Linked DNA regions of Mus musculus: regions 2, 3, 4, 5 and 6 are each linked to region 1. The links are chromatin contacts, called in public promoter capture Hi-C maps. All regions are on one chromosome and are shown on one strand. Each heading gives the region's core, a stretch centred on a gene start, on an enhancer-like site or on the middle of the called end of the contact. The rest is flanking DNA. Distances are from core to core; before and after follow the strand shown. Region 1 holds the start of Cd34 (CD34 antigen). Region 2 has its middle 66 kb from the start of Gm31870. Region 3 has its middle 41 kb from the start of Mir205hg. Region 4 holds the start of G0s2 (G0/G1 switch gene 2). Region 5 holds the start of Mir205hg (Mir205 host gene). Region 6 holds the start of Lamb3 (laminin, beta 3).

Region 1 (2,700 bases), core at 159-2,658:
GATTTTTTTTTTTTGAGTCCAAGACCAGATGGGACTATAGAGTGAGATCCTGTCTCAAAACACTTTAATTAATTAAACTAACAGAGAAAACATCTGGAAGTAAAGGTAGACTCAAATGAACCAACTCATTTTTACATATAACAATTTACCTACCATAAAAAGTATGAGCAAAATGTAGGTACCAGAAGAAAATCCACTTTTGAAACTGAAGAATTAGGTGTAATATTTCCTTCTTAGTTCATATTCCAAGGACCAGAATTTAATTTTAAAAGTACATTTTGCAATCCTTTCTGACCCTACCTCCAGGTTCTCCATCACAATATGCCAACTGTACTTTGACACAAACTCACTTAATGTCGTTGTATTCAATGAGCCTCTGCCTTTATTATGATGAAAACCTCCGCTTCTTGTTTTAATGGTGTGATATGAAACAGGGTAAGAGTATAGATTTGAGGACTGATACTCTTCTTCTCAACCCCAAGGTATATTAGGCCCAGGGTAGGCAACACAAACAAATGTACTTTCTTCGTGGAGGTAGATCTTCAGAGAAATAAATACAGAAATTTATCCAGGGCGTTTGTCTGATCTTTCTTTCTCCCTTTAGGTTATGTGACCAGACATTATGGGAAAACTAGGGCTAAGTATTTACAGTCATCATCACAGACCCTTCTGTGCCTTATCTCAATTTCTACCTGCTGCTATATGCCTTGTCTTGCTTCTCTCTCCTCCTGCCTTGATCTTCTGACCTGTGACGAGTCAGAATCCTGCAATCCAGCGCATCAACATGCAGCACCATTGCGTGGAGAAGCACAAGGAGTGCTAGAAGGTCTGTTAGGTAGGGCAGGGTAAGAATCTAAGAAATCTTTTGTCTGAAGGGAGGGCAAGAAAAGCTCCCATAGAATCAGGAAACTTAAATCTAGGATTGAAAAGGGAACATTGGAGAAAAACCATGTACTATGGAGTATCTATATTATCTCTATGGTATTGACAATTGCTATGACCCAACTAGCTAAGGAAATATGGATGATCACAGGAAAGTTAATACAAATTCTGTTGATTTTGCTGGAAAATGAGTATAAAAGAGAGATGGTAGGATAGCAGATGGTCTGGACTGTGAAAAGGCTATTAGTGTCCTGTTTGTGTCCTGCTCAATTTTAACATGCAGCACAGATTCCACCGTGACTATCTCTAAAGGTGTCTTGGAATTGTGTTGTTTCCTGCTTAGCTGAAAGATCATACTCCTGTAAACTCAGGCGTACACAGTGGCTTCCTGCCACACTTAAAACTTGAAAATAAAGAAATCAGAAAGGAGAAATTTGACCCTGCCGAGAGGCAGCCAAGATGACACACGGTTAAAAGTGAAGTAGGAACTACGAGAGGGGCTGGCCTCACCAAGACGCAACAGGGAGGGGATAAGCCAGCATCCCCCACCCACTCCGGACAGGGAGCAGGGGAGGAGAGCCAATATCCCCCACCCCTGCGCAGGGCGGAGGAGCGCGTCCCGCGCCGGGCCGCCTCCTGCACCGAGCGCATCTCCGGAGCGGTACAGGAGAATGCAGGTCCACAGGGACACGCGCGCGGGGCTCCTGCTGCCATGGCGCTGGGTAGCTCTCTGCCTGATGAGTCTGCTGCGTGAGTATTAACAGCTGAGGGCCAAGGGACCAGGCTATGGGCCGGGAGGAGGGAAGACGCCGGCCACTAACCTCACCTGGGAATCCTGCGCTCCAGCACGCAGAAGTGAGCTTACTCAGGTAGTGCTGGGGGACGCCAGCTCCTCTGCGTGGCTGGAGGTGCAAAGCTCAAAGTTGAGGCTAGAATGCAGACAGAAGGAAGGAAAAGTTCTGTAACTCTCCTTAATTGAGGAAGCAAGGACCCAGAGTGGTCCAGAGAAGGGTCCAGGCACCCATTGTTCCCAGGACTTGGACATAAAGAATTCATGAGGGTAGCCATTTCCAGTAAGGGCCAGGAGACCTTTAAGGAGGACTGAGGGACATTAGTGGAAGAGTCTGGAATAAAGAACAGGCAGAGAGGAAAAAAAGGACAATTTTAAATTTCAGATTAGAAAGCTAGAGTCGCCCCTGCAGAAACCATGCAGATGCTAGTAGGGAGGTGGTTTGGTGTACACACCAAGTCCTTCTGCTCACCAGTCTTCCCCGTGCACAAACATACATTCATTGCTAGTTGGAATTTTCTTGCTCTGCTTCCCTTCAGATTCTAAAGCTAGTGGACAGGCCAAGACACCTCCTGCTGCCCACGCATACTCTTACTTCTTAAGTTCTTCCCCTCTTAGGTTGGCAAAAAATAGTATTCACTCAGTCTATAGCAAACTTTATTGCACTGGAGGGTGTTGTTCTTCATCCCAACTCATGTCCTTTGAGGTTTTCAGGGTTGTGAATTACTCATTTTGCTTTTAACCCTTGGGGCTCCTAAATCTTCATTGTATATCTTAAAGGACACTCAACATGTAGAGTAGCCTGGATCTACCCACAAGACCTCTTTTCTCCCAGTCTTCTGCTCCATTGCCTTTGGGTCTATCCCAAAGAGAGCTGGCAGAGGAGAAGTTGAATTAGGTTCTGGGTTCTCCTGATTGGCAGCGCTAGACATGTCCATTTTGATGGAGTAAAACTTGCTTGGACAAAAATGCCCAGAATGATGCTACACTGTGCACGGGTAGGTGACCACGGGCTGGAGTCCTCATCA
Region 2 (2,700 bases), core at 51-2,550, 1.3 Mb before region 1:
GCTTTCTGTTATCCTGTGCTTTCATGTGCATTTGAAGGAGACACTGAAGTTGCATAGCAACCAACACATTTCTAGATCATGAGGAGCTCTCCAAGGCACCGATGACACAGACTGCCCGATGGCAACTAGGTTGAGACAGGAGGATGCCACTCTCCTGAATGCTTAAGGCAGGTGTTGGACATCTGTGTCTCTGCTGGATTCCATGTCTCCCAGAAGGCTCAATCAGAAGCTAGACTTTAAACCTCACCCCGAGACACAGAGTAATTACAGGGTGGGTGTGCTTTTAAGCTGGAGACAGGGGAATGAGTTTTAAAGAGGGAACGTGAGATTTCTCGATTTAGTTTACTTGAAATACCTGGTAAAGAGTTTCAGATTCTAAAATAGATGGTAGCTGACATTTGCTTAAGTTTAGAGGATGATGTAGCTTTCTTGGTCTCTGAAAAAGAGTAAAATCTACTTTAGACTCCCACCAGCCAACTTCATAGCAACATTTGGGGCTGTGAGGATGAATCTGAGGCAGGGACTGGACATTTGTGGAATGCCGGGAGCCTGGAAATCAAGCTGTGGCATGCTCCTCAGCTGAGACATTAGAATATTGTTAGGGCCCTCCCACCCCAACCCCTGTGGCAGCTCCGGTCTCTGTACAGCTCCTGCTTGCTTGCCTCAGAAACAACACACTCTGAGCCTGCAAGGAAGCTTTACATTCTTCTGAAGAGAATGCTCCCCGCCCCCCATTGTGATGAGTAAATCAAGTAGGGGTTAGGCCATGTGATGTGGAATTTTGATTTTAAATCATTTCTGACATAGTTCTAAGATAAAAGCTCCCGAGAAAGGGACCCTTGCATTGAGACACAACCTCACTGCCTGGCAGCAGCAGCAGAGAAAAATCAGAAAGAAAGCTTTGGAGCCTTTCCAGTCTCTGCCTTGCTGTTTATGTGGTGGCTATCGATTCTCTAGAAGAGGACTCATACTCTGGGCAGCAAGGAGCTATATTTATGTTAACCCGTGCACTTGATACCTCCTCACTGAGAACAATGAGGCCCATCTAACCACGAGAGGACCACACATCTGCATTTAACTGGGCTGGCCACAGAGACAGTCCGGTGTCAGTGCCTGGAGCAGGGGAACTTTGGAAGGGAACCAATTCAGAGTGCAAACTAAGAAACTGAGACTTGGGTTCTCAGGTTGGGGTGCAAATCACAGAGGACAGATTCTCTGCCAGTTGCATGTGGGCTCTCCTAGGGATGATAAGAGATGCTGTTGGCTCAGGCGCGCCACCTTGTGCTAGGACTCTGCTATCACCGTTGGCATTTAGTGGCAGATGGGGGGAGGGGGATTGTTAACATCGAGAAGAGTGGAACAGTAGTAAGGGGTAGTGAGGGAGTGGTGTGGGGTTGGGGAGAGAAGAGGTGGTAGGAAGGTTACAGAGGGAGATGGAAGTGAGAGAGGTGACAGTGGGAGGGATGGTTGTGAGGGGATGGTAGTAGGGGTGGCAAGTGGGGGGGGGGCAGTAGCAATTAATCTGTTTTTTCCTGTTCCATTTTTTCTTCTTTTCTATTTTCCTGTCTCAACTGCCTCAGCTCCCCTCTCTCCACCTGTCTCTTTGGACCTAAATAGATTTCTCTTTTCTGTTTGGAAACCACACATTATAACTATCTACACATTGTCACCAAAACCAATTTGTGCAAACTAACAGGCTTATCAGTGCCACTGAAATGAGATTAAAACTGCTTCCAGTGAAACAGATAAAAACCAGATGAATGAAGCCTGCTAATAAGACATTAAAGATAATGAGGAGAATGACTAACCGGTTGATACAGTGAGCAGTTACGAGAGCCCGCTGCTCAGGATCAGTAAACTGCTCAGAATCAGTAAAAGAATCCACCTTTAATTCCCCTTTGTCATCGAGATATGATCACATTCGCATCATCATAGTTTGGTTACTATTTATCTGTGAGAGCAACATCACACCTTTCTCTAAAGTGCTTACGGGTGGGGAGAGTAAGAGAAAGGAGAAGAAAGACAATTGCTTTGGGGATAAAGCTCTTATTCCTGCTTTTTTAAGACTGGAGGGGGATGTTTAATACCTTGTTTATGTTTGTGTGTTGGTTGTGCAGGCACACTCTTTCATTTGTTTCACCTCTGAGAGGGGCCAGCTCATAGCCAGCCTGCTTTACATTACACAGTTAGCTAATTATCACATTAACAAGCCACATGAAGACAATCTGAAAATTGCATTTCTGTTAGTAACATCTTGGGCCATGGTCACTGTAACCCTGGTGTCTGGCTTTGCGTTGCTGTGGAGAGCCTTTCCTCTATCCTGCAGCTGAGTAGATGGATCTTCCTGCCTCACTGGGTATGAGTTAATGGGGAGGGAGTGTGGAAGAGAGAGAAGTCATTTACCATTCAGTTAGAGCTTTCCCAACCATATTCAGTTAGAGCTTTCCCAACCATATGATATGCAGGCTCAGTGTTGTGCTCCCTGAAGGAAGGCAGGTGAAAAAGAACTCTGCTCTGCCCTCAGGGGCAGGAAGGGGAATAAACAGAGACTAGATGACAGGCGGACAAGTCCAGGGACTCTGTGATTATAGGAAGCACCACAGACGCCTGGAGGAGGGAGCTGCTCTCCAGAGGAGCCAGGGAAGGCTGCTCAGAGGAAGAATTCTTTGATGTGGGTATGAAAGGAAGAATGGGCTTTGC
Region 3 (2,700 bases), core at 19-2,518, 1.4 Mb before region 1:
TAAGCATTTTGTAGATAAAAACATTTTAAGAGAAAAGTACTTATGAATATATGTGCATCACATACACACACACACACACACACACACACACACACACACACACACACACACACAGAGAGAGAGAGAGAGAGAGAGAGAGAGAGAGAGAGAGAGAAACATACTTAAAAGGAGTTTGAACCCCATTAGTCTCAGACTTCCCTTCTCAGCATCCAGCCTAGAGTGAATTCTTCCACTCTATTTCTGCAGCTGTCTGCACTGTCTTCACTGCAGGGATAGGCAGGATAGGTGTTTGGCTCCCTCTCTGTCTCTTGGGTACTCAGGACCTAGCCTGGCTCCTGGTACACAGAAGGTAATTTGTGTATAATAAATAAGTATAAATATATTGGAACTACCAAGGTTATGAATTACCTCTTTAATAAATCTATAAACACTGTTTTATGCAAATGCAATGCACCCATGGGGTTCAAATGCCCATGGGTTAGAGACTAGAAGCATGGAGTAGGGTGTACATCCTGGTGTCCAGTGTTCTGTTGTCTTTCCCTCACAGAGAGCTAAGTGCCCTTAAGATCATAAACTTAGTGCTAGAGATAGAGGAGACCAAGAGCCTGGACCAAACGACCCCCTAAAGTTCATTCCAAAATGGAAAGTCCACGGACGGCATAGAATGCTTTGTGAGACTTCCTGACACCCACAGGGACAGACATGTTGATGACAGCTTCTCTCAGGAACCAGCGCCTAACATTTGTAGGAACAAAATATGAGCCAATCTCCAGGAGCCCGAAGGCTGTAGGGTTGTTATTTCAACCCTAAACAGGCCCGCAGAGCTACTTTGTTGGTTTCCTCTGTCAACCTATTTGTGCAGAGTGTTGATAACCGATGTGACACACAGCAAAGACTCTTTGTCTTGTTAGACACTTGCCAGGAGTGGAGATGAGCGGAGAAAGATGGGAGTTGAAAGGAAGGATGTTTAGTTTGAACACATGCATGAGTGCCTGCCTTCCAGAGCCCATGTTAACATTCGCTGACATCCTTTTCTCCCTGAGACAGGACCGTCTTCATTCTCCTTGCTCCTTTTTATAGTCTCCAAACAAAGAGAACTGTATTCCAGGTGTGAACATATCAGGGAGGTTTCCTGTTTGAGATTCAGAAATTCATAGCCCCGAGGAAATGAGTTAAAGAGAGGAGAGAGAGAGAAAGAGAGAGAGGACAGAGCAAGAGATGAAAAACAGAAACCCTAAAGCCACCTGCTATTTAGTGATTAGCTCCCAGATAAGAAGTCACAGATGCATTCCAGAAGCCTAGGACTTGTCTGGGCAGAGCAGAGGCAGGAGTGCTGAGAAGAGCTTGCAGGCAAGAAACAGATGGTGGAGGGTGAAAAGTGAGGCTGCTCCAAGCTCACCTCCCAGTTTTCTCCCTGCTTTTGTTCCACAGCCTTTTCTTCTTGAGATGCCAAGGTTGAACCCAGGGCCTTGTGAATGCTAGACAATTGCTCGAGCACAGAGCCACATCCCCAGCCCATTCACAGAGTACTTAAGCACAGGGTCTTCATCTTTGCTGCCCCATCTGTGTGCTTCAGTTTATGGAAAGGAATCTTACGAGGACTTGAGGACTAGCTTTGTGACCTGGGCACATCACATACCTTCTGAGACCGAGGTATGAGGTAAATGTGTGTGCCACCATGCTCAACTTTGGGTGCTATCTCTTGAGAGAAAACAGCTTTATCCAAAAGCATATGAAACTAATGTGATAGCCTTTAAAAGCATCCCCAAACATAGCCCTGCTCTTCTCCCTTAAGAGTGTATACACACCTACCACCTTGTTTGATTAATTCACAAAGCAAGTCCTTATTCACTCACAGAGGGAGCAGACTGCTCAGTTAGCTTTCCTCCTCAGTGCAAATGGGTGAAAATAATTTCTCTACACCTGTGGCCGAAACATGACCCTGGATTCTGAACAGAAGGGGCAGGAAGCTATGTGTTCACCAGGGTCAAATGACCTCTTCCATCATTAGCCTTCTCTGTTCCTTTTGTTCTTAGGATACAAATGTTGTGTCCTTGACAACAGTGGTATGTTCAGTTTTTCAAACAAGGTGAAGTCAGCACATTGCCTCCTGGGCTCTAGGTCATGCATGCATCACCAAGCCTCTACAGATATAAGATCAATTTACTAATTCACCCTGATTTTCACTTTGCTTTGTTTCCCATAAAAAAAAGGATGTGGAGCCATGAGCAATTATGCCAGGGTAGGAAATAAATACTCCCATGATTAAAAACTGGAAATCATTAGCTTTGAAATTTCTCCAAAAATATAGCCACAATTGTCATGCAATGCCAATCAAATAATGACTGTAAAACTCAAACTCTAGACATTGTCTTGCAAAGCAGTCAGAGATGCAGCTGTGGCATGACTCTCGTGGCAGAGGCATGCTTGCTGCCTTTTTCCTTCCTTTCTGGTTTTTTTTTTTTCAACTTGGAGGGGGGCAAAGGGGTTATGCATCAAACTGTTCATTTCAATATGCAATTTGCCCCAAAGAATTTCTGATTTAATTCATTTTCTCACCAACTCAAATCCAATTTGGAAAAAAAAAATTCTTGAAACTGGAACAATCGCTTTCTGTTGAGGAGTGCTAATAGGTGAAATGCTACCCTGTCAACTTAGGCGGCAGCAGCTGAGCTCAGAGCCACACAAGGAAAAGTTTTA
Region 4 (2,700 bases), core at 94-2,593, 1.7 Mb before region 1:
TCCTCACTCTAATATTTAAGCAGAGAGATCAGCCATAGGAATCTCCAGCACAATGGAGTAAAAGACAAATAACTTTTTCTTTGCTCTAGAAATCCACTGGTTCTCTCTCTCTCTCTCTCTCTCTCACTCAAGGTCAGAAATTGATTTATCTTGTGATCCAAAAAATGCTAACTCCTGTACCATGTTTAGAGTTTCACTCTTGTGTGAGTAGAACTGTCTTGTGCCAGGCAGTATTCAAGCCCCAGGTATGAAGCAGGACTAGCCACAGTTCTGGGTGAGAGAGTCATCTCACCTCCCAAGAATTAAATAATGAGATAGAGTATAAAAGGTTTTTATTTCAAAATGCAAAACGATAGTCATTGCAATAATAATAATAACAATAAAAATAACTGTATAAAAAGCCTGTCTCCTTCTCTAATGCAAAGTGATAGCTCCTTGATTGCTCGCACAGCCTAGGGCAAATCACAGTGCGTGCTGCACAGCAGCAAATCAGTCCCAGACCCCTTAGGTGATCTGTGTGGGGTCAGTTCTGGATTCGGTGGCACCTTGAAACAGCATGTGACTCTGTTGCCCACCTGGGTCATGATCTGTGTCTCCCTTCTCTGTCAGTCACCGGCCTTAAGAGGCGTGCTGCCGGAGGGACAGGGCCCGGCTGCACAGGGTCGCCTCCTGTGCCTTGCCTCCTGCCAGCAGGGCCTGCTTGTGGAGGGACTGCTGTTCACACGCTTCCCGCAGCTCCACCACTGCAGCCTCTTGGTCGCGCAGACGGCTGGCGGCTGTGAAAGGGCTGCACACCGTCTCAACTAGGCCGAGCACCACACCGAAGAGCGCCAGCACACTGCCCAGCACGTATAGCTTCACTAGCTTCCCTCGGGGCTTCTGCGCCATCATCTCCTTGGCCAGAGGGATCAGCTCCTGCACACTTTCCATCTGAGCTCTGGGCTGTGGGTGGCTGGGCCTGCAGAGTTAGCAGAGAGGAATGGGGTTGAGTTCGGGTGAGGGAAAGAAGCAGAGAACAGGGAACCCTAAACACAGAAAGGGGGTGGCTGCTGACTAGGGGAACTCGAGCCCAGGGGAGAAGGCAGCTGGGGGAGGGGGTCTGGTGTCTCTTGCCCACCCTCGGTTCCCGGGCCTGGAGGCTCACCTAGGGTGCAGTGGGAAGAGAGGCAGCACTTGCTGGAGAAGGTCAGGCGTCCTTGCGTCAGACTGGCTTTGGCGTTCTTCTTCCCTCAGCTGCTGCTCTTTGGGAGGGACACTCCGCAGCTGCAGCGCTCTGTGAACAGAGTCCTTATATCTTTTGTCCGGGATCCGCCTCCTGGCTCACTGGCCTGAGCCCTGACTGCAGAAAGAGAAGCGGGGCGGGAGTGGCAGCGGGGGGTGGTGGTGGAGGGGGAGGGTGGGGTGGGGTGGGGGTGGGGAGGGGTGGAAAGGAAGAACGGGAGGGGCGCTGCGGGGGACCAGGGAGGTGACCACGAGTAGTGCACGCCCCTGCTGTGTGCGCCCTGAGACCCTAGCCCGCTGGTGCTGCAAAAACTGAAAGCCCAAGGCACCACTTCAGGGTGCAGCTGAAGAGGAGACCACCAGGTGACGGTGTGGCGTGCTTCCCTTACAGGACACACTTTCTAGTCTTGTCTGTTGCTCTGTTCCCTGGCCCAAGCTCCCCTGTAGTCCAGGAGGAACAGAGACAGACCCTAATGAGGGAATCTGGGGTTCGTTTTCGTTCAGAAAGGTCACCTCTCACCAGTCAGGGAGGGTGTGGGTGGAAGGGAAGGCAACAGAGGGAACCTGCAGTGAGCAGGCAAACCAAATCGAAAAACCGTACCTCCAGGGAGTAGAATGTTCTTCCAGAGTGCTGCTTTCTTGGCTGTTAGGTTTTGCTAAGACATGAGAACAGCGGGAACATTGCTAGTTACCTAATAGAAAGATTTTCTTTGAGGGTTTGAGAGTTTCTTCTAATGCATAGAGGTGTGTGTGTGTGTGTGTGTGTGTGTGTGTGTGTGTGAGAGAGAGAGAGAGAGAGAGAGACATGGAGAGGGAGAGGGAGGGGGAGGGGAGGGGAGGGGAGGGGAGGGGGAGGGGGAGAGGGAGGACAATAAATTAGCCTCAGTAAGGTGCTTCCATAGTTATTTCTGTATTACAGGGAATAGTTATTAAACCCAAAGCACATATCTGTAATTCCAGCAAGAGGCAGGAGGATGGTGAGTTTGAGCATAACCTGAATAAACTGAGATTTTGTGTCAGAAATCAAAATATAGAGGGTTATAGATGTGGTTTTGTGGTGGAGTGCTTGCCTAGTATGTGTTAGGCTGTGTGGGTCATATATATTTGTACACAACACACATGCACACACGCACACACAAATTGCCTTCTCTTCTATGTTTACTTGAGAAGTGAAATTGGCGGTAAGCCTTAAAGAAGGCCCGTGGAAAAAATTGTCTGTAATGAAAGTATTTCACCCTCTTACAGTGATTCCATGCCACCCTTCTCAGGTTTGGGAGAGTGTGCCCTTAGAGTGGGGATCCAGGACGGAGGACACTCTCTGGAAGCTGGTTAGATTAAGATTAAATATGATCCCCTGGGTGGGGGTGGGGTGGGCTATAATTTAGCTGTGGCTATCGGTGTACCTGAGTTAACAAAGTAGGGAAAGAGGTAGGCCAAAGGGCTTGAAGCAGGGGGTGGGGCGGGGAGGAAGGGGAACCA
Region 5 (2,700 bases), core at 145-2,644, 1.4 Mb before region 1:
CTCTGACCAAGGAAGGCAGGAGACTGTGGGAGGTAGTTCTGGGTTGGAAGGAGTCTTGGCTTCTTGTGGAATTTCAGCTCAGTTCTGAAAACAAAAAGGTCATCATTAGGTCTCTGTCCAAGCTCCCCTTACCCAACTCTTAAGGAAGCCCATCAGATTCCTCAAGTCCACAATTGGACTCATCCTTATTTGAGATCTTGATCCTCCCAGTGGAATCCAGAGAAGAAAAGGCTTGATAGCGCTAACAGGCCATATGAAAGGGTAGGGCGGAGGCAGCTCAGGAAAGTCTTGCCTCCCCTCATAACATCCCTCTGTTCCTGCAGACCAGACCTGCTGCTGCTGTAAGAAGAGTTGATCTACAACCTGGAAACTTATACCTGATACACTCTGCATATCATGTCTAGTATTCAGGTTCTCCCACTCAGCAGGCCTTTACCAATGCAATCTCCAGTGATGTGTCTTGTCTAGTTACAGTATTGGGTTGGGTCAGAGAACCAACAAGGCTCATGTTGGGCTAGAGTTTTAGCCAGTGATTGCTCTTCCAGGGGCCTTCAGGGCTGTGCCCTAAATGTCTTAAAAACCCATCTTGCACTTAAGAACCTCAGAAGGGAAGCAGGTCTTGCATGCGCTGCTAAGTACCCTAGGACTAGGCAGTGGGTACACATTCCTCTAGTCAAGTCAGTCCCCAGGAAGCTCGACAGAATTGCTGTGTTGGTATTCAGCTGCCTGGCACCCACTTCCATTATCATCAAGATTAACACCCAACAGCTCAGAAATTCCCCGGAAAACAAAGAAAGAAGTTGATACTTGATTTCCAGTGAAGCCCGCCTTCCACTCTTCCCTCTGGCCCTATGCATGATCCTGAGGATCAAGACACTCACCCGCCCAAACCGGAGATTTCAGACTCACCTGCAAGTACATGGGAGTACCTATACCTTCGGATATCAGGCTCAGCTTTGCCTTTGATGCAAAATAATACTTTTTTTTTGGGGGGGGGGGTTCTAAAGAGAGTACCAAGCTGGAGGATGGTTAGAGAATCCTGGGGAAAAGAAACCAAACCAAAACGAACAAAAAAACAAAACAAAACAAAGCAAAACAACAACAATAAAGAATTTTTAAGTCTTGGGAAAGTCTTTTACCCTCAAGAATTGAGGACTAGAAGAGGTGGCACATGCTCTATAGGGTGCTCAGCTCAGCGGCCTGGGCAGAGAAGTTGCTCCTGGAGAAAGAGACACGTGGTCCTCTCTTTAGTAAAAGACAATAGGAAAGTAGGAGAAAGTGGCAGAGAGGGGGCTAAAGGAAGCTGGAAAGAGAGGGGGTGGAGTGCAGAGGCTCAGCTAAATAGAGCTTGGCCACAGACAATAAAAGAGAAACTGGTTTTTCTAAGGCAGGGGTGAGGAGGCGGCACCGGTCTCTCTATTTATGCACCTCTCAGCCAAGTTTCCAGTTACCTGCTGAGCCCAACCAATGAAGACAGGACTTGGCTGCTGGATCCGCCTCCAAGAACCACACCTCTGGGGGTGGGACGTGCTTGCAGAGGCCTTTCTGAATTCAAACCTTTTTCTCTCATTGTTTCTGTAGTCAGGTGGGGGTCTCCCTCTGCCCAGAGCAAGAAGACGCAGGTTATCTTAGCCTTGGGCTGAAGCTCCAGCCCCCCCAATAGTAGAGGGCAAGGACCTTTCAGATCTTAATCTGGGTCATGGAGGCTGTTCATGTGTGTGTGTGTGTCCACATGCTTACATCCATACGGAGCTGTGTAGGGAGCAGGAATCAAAGTCCTTTCGCACCTTTAGCCCAGTACCTGTCCATTCATCTATGTGGTGCTGCAGGAAGAGGTCGGAGGAGGGACAGAGCCTCAGGGACCTTGTGACTTATCCTGGTTTTATAACCCAAGAGGCCTCACTTCCCTTTCTTTCCTTAGAGGAAGGGCCTCTGCTGTGTGAGGGAGTTGGGAGGACAGAAGGAACTGGGGAAGAAGCTGTTAGTTCTACCTCCCACCTCGCTTCACCTCCATGCATCCATTCCCCCCTCCCCCTCTCCTTGTCCCTCCTCCTTCCTTAGCACTGCTCCTGCTCCCTTTTGCCTAGTTTTCCTGGAGGACATGGGATATAGAAGTCTCTTTAAATGAATCCTAGAAGTTTGGTGTCTTTTGTTTGTTCTCAAAGTAGACCCTTTCTGGGCAAAAGCAGAGTCCTCCCCTTTCAGGAGAGTAAGGAACCGCAGAACACAGTATGCAGAGCATATTGGTCTGTTCCAGAGCCACTCGGAGAACCTGCTGCAAATCTTCTTTGCCACCTGCTAACTCCAACCTCTTCCCACAGCTAGGGAAGGAGGCTTATAATGCTTATGAGGCACACTTCTATAGCTAGTATTAAGTCAAGATGTGTGCCTACCCAGACCTATGTGGCTTCACTGACTCATACAAAGTCTCCCAGAATATAACTCTCACTGCCTTTTGTCAGTTCTTGCTCACTGTGCCTTCTTCCTATGCCTTTCTTTTCCCCATTTCATCCATTCACTCACTGAGCAGCTCATCCCAGCAGGGGATACTCTGTATCCTTTGAGTTCATCTTTTAGGCTCTCCCAACTAGATACACCTAGATACAAGTGAACAGTCATAGAAACAGATTAATACAATGCAATGAGCATCCCCTAAAGGAAACATTCCCCTTCCATTGCTAAGAGTCTGGGAAGGGTCCA
Region 6 (2,700 bases), core at 101-2,600, 1.6 Mb before region 1:
ATGCCTCTAAACAGCCCCTTGTCTGTTTGCTAACTTCAGGATTTCTCCATCTGAGCTTCATCTACATGTGAAGCTCAGGGTAAGACATATCCAGTTCAGTCCACAGAACATTCTACTTTTCCCTTTAAGGGATCTCAGGTGTATCCCTCTAATTTAAAGGAAACATTGGCACACTGGAATAGGGACATTGCAGAGTCTTGCTTATGGCTGGGGATGGATCTCAGCGGTAGAGTGCCTGATCCAGCACAAATGAAGTCCTCGGTTCTGTGCTCAGCATAATGTACACTGTGCATGGTGTGCATACCTGTAATCCTTGCACTTGGGAGGTGGAGGCAGGAGAATCAGAAAATCACGGTCCTTGTTGACTTTTTTAGTGACTTTAATGCCAGCCTAGGGTATGTGGAACCCTGACTCAGAAAAAGAGAGTCTCCTTCAAATTGTGACTTTGAGGAAAGTGTGTTAAAAAAAAAAATCAGTGTCTTCAGGACCAGGACAGGATCCATGACTTTCCAGGTTTGCTGAGATGCTCTCTGACCCAACCTGAAGGGGAAGTATTCTTTCCTCCTGGTCCTGCTTCTGCACTTAGTGGCTGGAGCCCATGAGACCCCACAAAGGGACTATGTTCCTGGGCCTGGCTGGTGCCAGGGGAAGCCTGCCTTGGCTTTAGTAGCCTAGCTGTGCCTCAGCCTTCTCCCACCCCTGGTCAGGTCTATTTCCTGGCCCTGCAGGCTGGCATTCCTGCCCAGGAGGGTGGGGCTCAGGAGCAGCTGGGACAGTGACTCACAGGCAGTTACCTGTCCTGGGGCTCCTTGCCAGCAGTGCCAAGGGAGCGTGAGGCTCAGAATGCAGGCTGCTCTGTTCAACTTCTGTGGGAAAACTGGGCTTTGTCCACTTCCTGAGCTTTTAAGGGCATTCTTCCCCCGCCCCCCAAACTTCCCTGGAACTTGGGATTTTCCACATTTTTTCTTTGGGATGATTATGGTGCTTTCCAGGGTTCTGAATATTTGGGTCTACTGTCCAGCCCAGTGACATGCCCAAACCCTAACACGATCCACTATATGCTGTGTGTCACCTGCCCGGTTGGTCTTCTATCCAGGGTAGTCTGGGACTTAAGAGGAAGCTGACACCTACTAGACTTGGGAAGGTGCCAAATTTCCCTGCCCCAAGGACAACACCCCCCCCCCCCATTTCTGAAGCCCCTGTTGCTGTCTGTTTCCAGCACCTTCCAGCCCTCTAGACACCTAAGGGCAGGAAGCCTCCAAGACCAACCCACTTGCCTAGTCCTGTCCTGAGGGTGGGGGTGCAGTGACATCAGATGGGCGTGGCAGCTGCCAGATTCCTGAGGCCGCCAGCAGTGGGGCTACACCCAGCCAGGGAGTCTCCAGAGGTGAGGCTGTTGTTTAAAACTGTGGAGCCAAGAGAGGGGACCCCACATTCCCAGGGAGCTCTCCGAGAGGGATCTGGAGAAAGGCAGGGGAGCATAGGAGCTCAGGGTGAGGTAGGTTTTCCGCCTTACCTGTCCTGTGGGGGTGGATGGAGCAGGTCTGGGGCCAAGGCCGATTGCAGGGCCCATGCAGCACTCCTCTGGGAGCTCACCTGAGAACACCTGGGTAAACGTCTGCGGCTGTTTGAACTGCTTTTCATGGCTGATAAGCTGCTGGCGACTTAGAAGAAAGCAGCTAAAATCTGGGCTTAGTACGAAGGCAAGGTGGGAGGAATGGTCATGGCCGGGCTCTGCTCAGCCTCATTCTTGGTGGGTTTTCAGCTGGGGCATGAGTGCAGAGAGTACTGCGAAATGTCAGGGATGCTTTCTGTCTTTGACCCTCAGTGGCCCTGAGACCTCAGGCCACAGTCCCAGCTTGGGTTCCCGACTGCTCTGTAGGAAGGACATCCATCGAAGCATTGGGATGTAATGGCAGAAAGGCTGCTGGTTCCCCTCTGCCTGACCACCATCCATCTTTCTTCCCCAGCTGCTTGGATGTCATTAGGCTGACCAGTGGAGGAAGGGTGGTGCATGCCTCTGAAGTGGGCCTGCCTCCTGCACTGTTTCCAGCTGCCTTCTGTGCTTTTGTTCAGAACGGGAGATGCTTTGAGATGCTCTTACTTTTCTTAAAACTGTCGGGTCCACCTCTCCCCACAGCACCCCACCTCTCCCCACAGCACCCCACCTCTCCCCACGGCACCCCACCTTTCCCCACAGCACCCCACCTCTCCCCACGGCACCCCACCTTTCCCCACAGCACCCTACCTCTCCCCACAGCACCTCCCCCCTCCCCACAGCACCCATGTTTTCCCACAGTGCCACCTCACCTCTCCCCAAGGCACCCCAGGTGGCTTTTAAAGATCTCTCTTCTTCCCATAGCATTCCTGCAGCCTGGTTTTCCTAGAATTGTGGCTACCACAGCTTCACCTGCACTGTAGCCTTGTAATCCTGGAGACCCTGTCAACTCAGGAAATGACCTGCCTCTAGACTTTCAGCACCTTTGGCTTGGGTGCTTTTGGCTTGTACCTAAGCCTGGTTTGAAGCCCTGAGAAGCCTGTCCCCCCCCCCCCCCTCTGCAGAAACAAAGCCTTAGACCTCCCTTTAGTTATCTGCTGCAATGGGATGTCCTCCCTCCTCCTGCACAGTCCCCATGTTTCCACACAGTTCAGAAGAGGAAGCTGATCCTGGGATTTCCCCAGGGCTCCCTCGCAGGTTCT

What was found. Promoter capture Hi-C pulls out the DNA fragments that hold promoters and counts their contacts.
Region 2: a contact with region 1 is called in a promoter capture Hi-C map of embryonic stem cells, with 5 times the contacts expected there. The contact joins the enhancer-like site here to the promoter of Cd34 in region 1. A contact is called at or near these places in 3 of 39 promoter capture datasets (the 3T3-L1 cell line, embryonic stem cells and liver) and 1 of 115 datasets of contacts at active chromatin or transcription factors (embryonic stem cells).
Region 3: a contact with region 1 is called in a promoter capture Hi-C map of second pharyngeal arch cranial neural crest, with 6 times the contacts expected there. The contact joins the enhancer-like site here to the promoter of Cd34 in region 1. A contact is called at or near these places in 4 of 39 promoter capture datasets (the 3T3-L1 cell line, hippocampal neurons, liver and 1 more).
Region 4: a promoter capture Hi-C map of hippocampal neurons shows a contact between it and region 1, with 4 times the contacts expected there. The contact joins the promoter of G0s2 here to the promoter of Cd34 in region 1. A contact is called at or near these places in 2 of 39 promoter capture datasets (embryonic stem cells and hippocampal neurons), 1 of 484 Hi-C or Micro-C datasets (stem cell-derived neural stem cells) and 1 of 115 datasets of contacts at active chromatin or transcription factors (astrocytes).
Region 5: a promoter capture Hi-C map of embryonic stem cells shows a contact between it and region 1, with 7 times the contacts expected there. The contact joins the promoter of Mir205hg here to the promoter of Cd34 in region 1. A contact is called at or near these places in 3 of 39 promoter capture datasets (embryonic stem cells, hippocampal neurons and liver).
Region 6: a contact with region 1 is called in a promoter capture Hi-C map of embryonic stem cells, with 4 times the contacts expected there. The contact joins the promoter of Lamb3 here to the promoter of Cd34 in region 1. A contact is called at or near these places in 2 of 39 promoter capture datasets (the 3T3-L1 cell line and embryonic stem cells).

The regions. Positions count from the first base shown.
Region 1 is chr1:194,937,413-194,940,112 of GRCm38.p6, forward strand. It overlaps Cd34 (CD34 antigen), which reads left to right and starts at 1,409. Exons shown (of 8, transcript NM_133654.3): 1 at 1,409-1,632. The coding sequence starts at 1,554.
Region 2 is chr1:193,587,956-193,590,655 of GRCm38.p6, forward strand. No RefSeq gene overlaps it. Among named protein-coding and RNA genes, the nearest start is that of Gm31870, 66 kb to the right of the region's middle. Within about 2 kb of position 1,301, at least 37 of the 459 cell types and tissues checked have an H3K27ac peak or open chromatin away from gene starts, as enhancers often do. A contact at or near this core is called in embryonic stem cells, where this site is marked.
Region 3 is chr1:193,549,658-193,552,357 of GRCm38.p6, forward strand. No RefSeq gene overlaps it. Among named protein-coding and RNA genes, the nearest start is that of Mir205hg, 41 kb to the left of the region's middle. Within about 2 kb of position 1,269, at least 29 of the 459 cell types and tissues checked have an H3K27ac peak or open chromatin away from gene starts, as enhancers often do. A contact at or near this core is called in second pharyngeal arch cranial neural crest, where this site is marked.
Region 4 is chr1:193,271,845-193,274,544 of GRCm38.p6, forward strand. G0s2 (G0/G1 switch gene 2) reads right to left here and starts at 1,344. Exons shown (of 2, transcript NM_008059.3): 1 at 1,145-1,344; 2 at 316-958. The coding sequence starts at 930. The coding sequence ends at 619.
Region 5 is chr1:193,508,816-193,511,515 of GRCm38.p6, forward strand. It overlaps Mir205hg (Mir205 host gene), which reads right to left and starts at 1,395. Exons shown (of 3, transcript NR_166150.1): 1 at 910-1,395; 2 at 1-84.
Region 6 is chr1:193,300,644-193,303,343 of GRCm38.p6, forward strand. Lamb3 (laminin, beta 3) reads left to right here and starts at 1,351. Exons shown (of 23, transcript NM_008484.2): 1 at 1,351-1,498.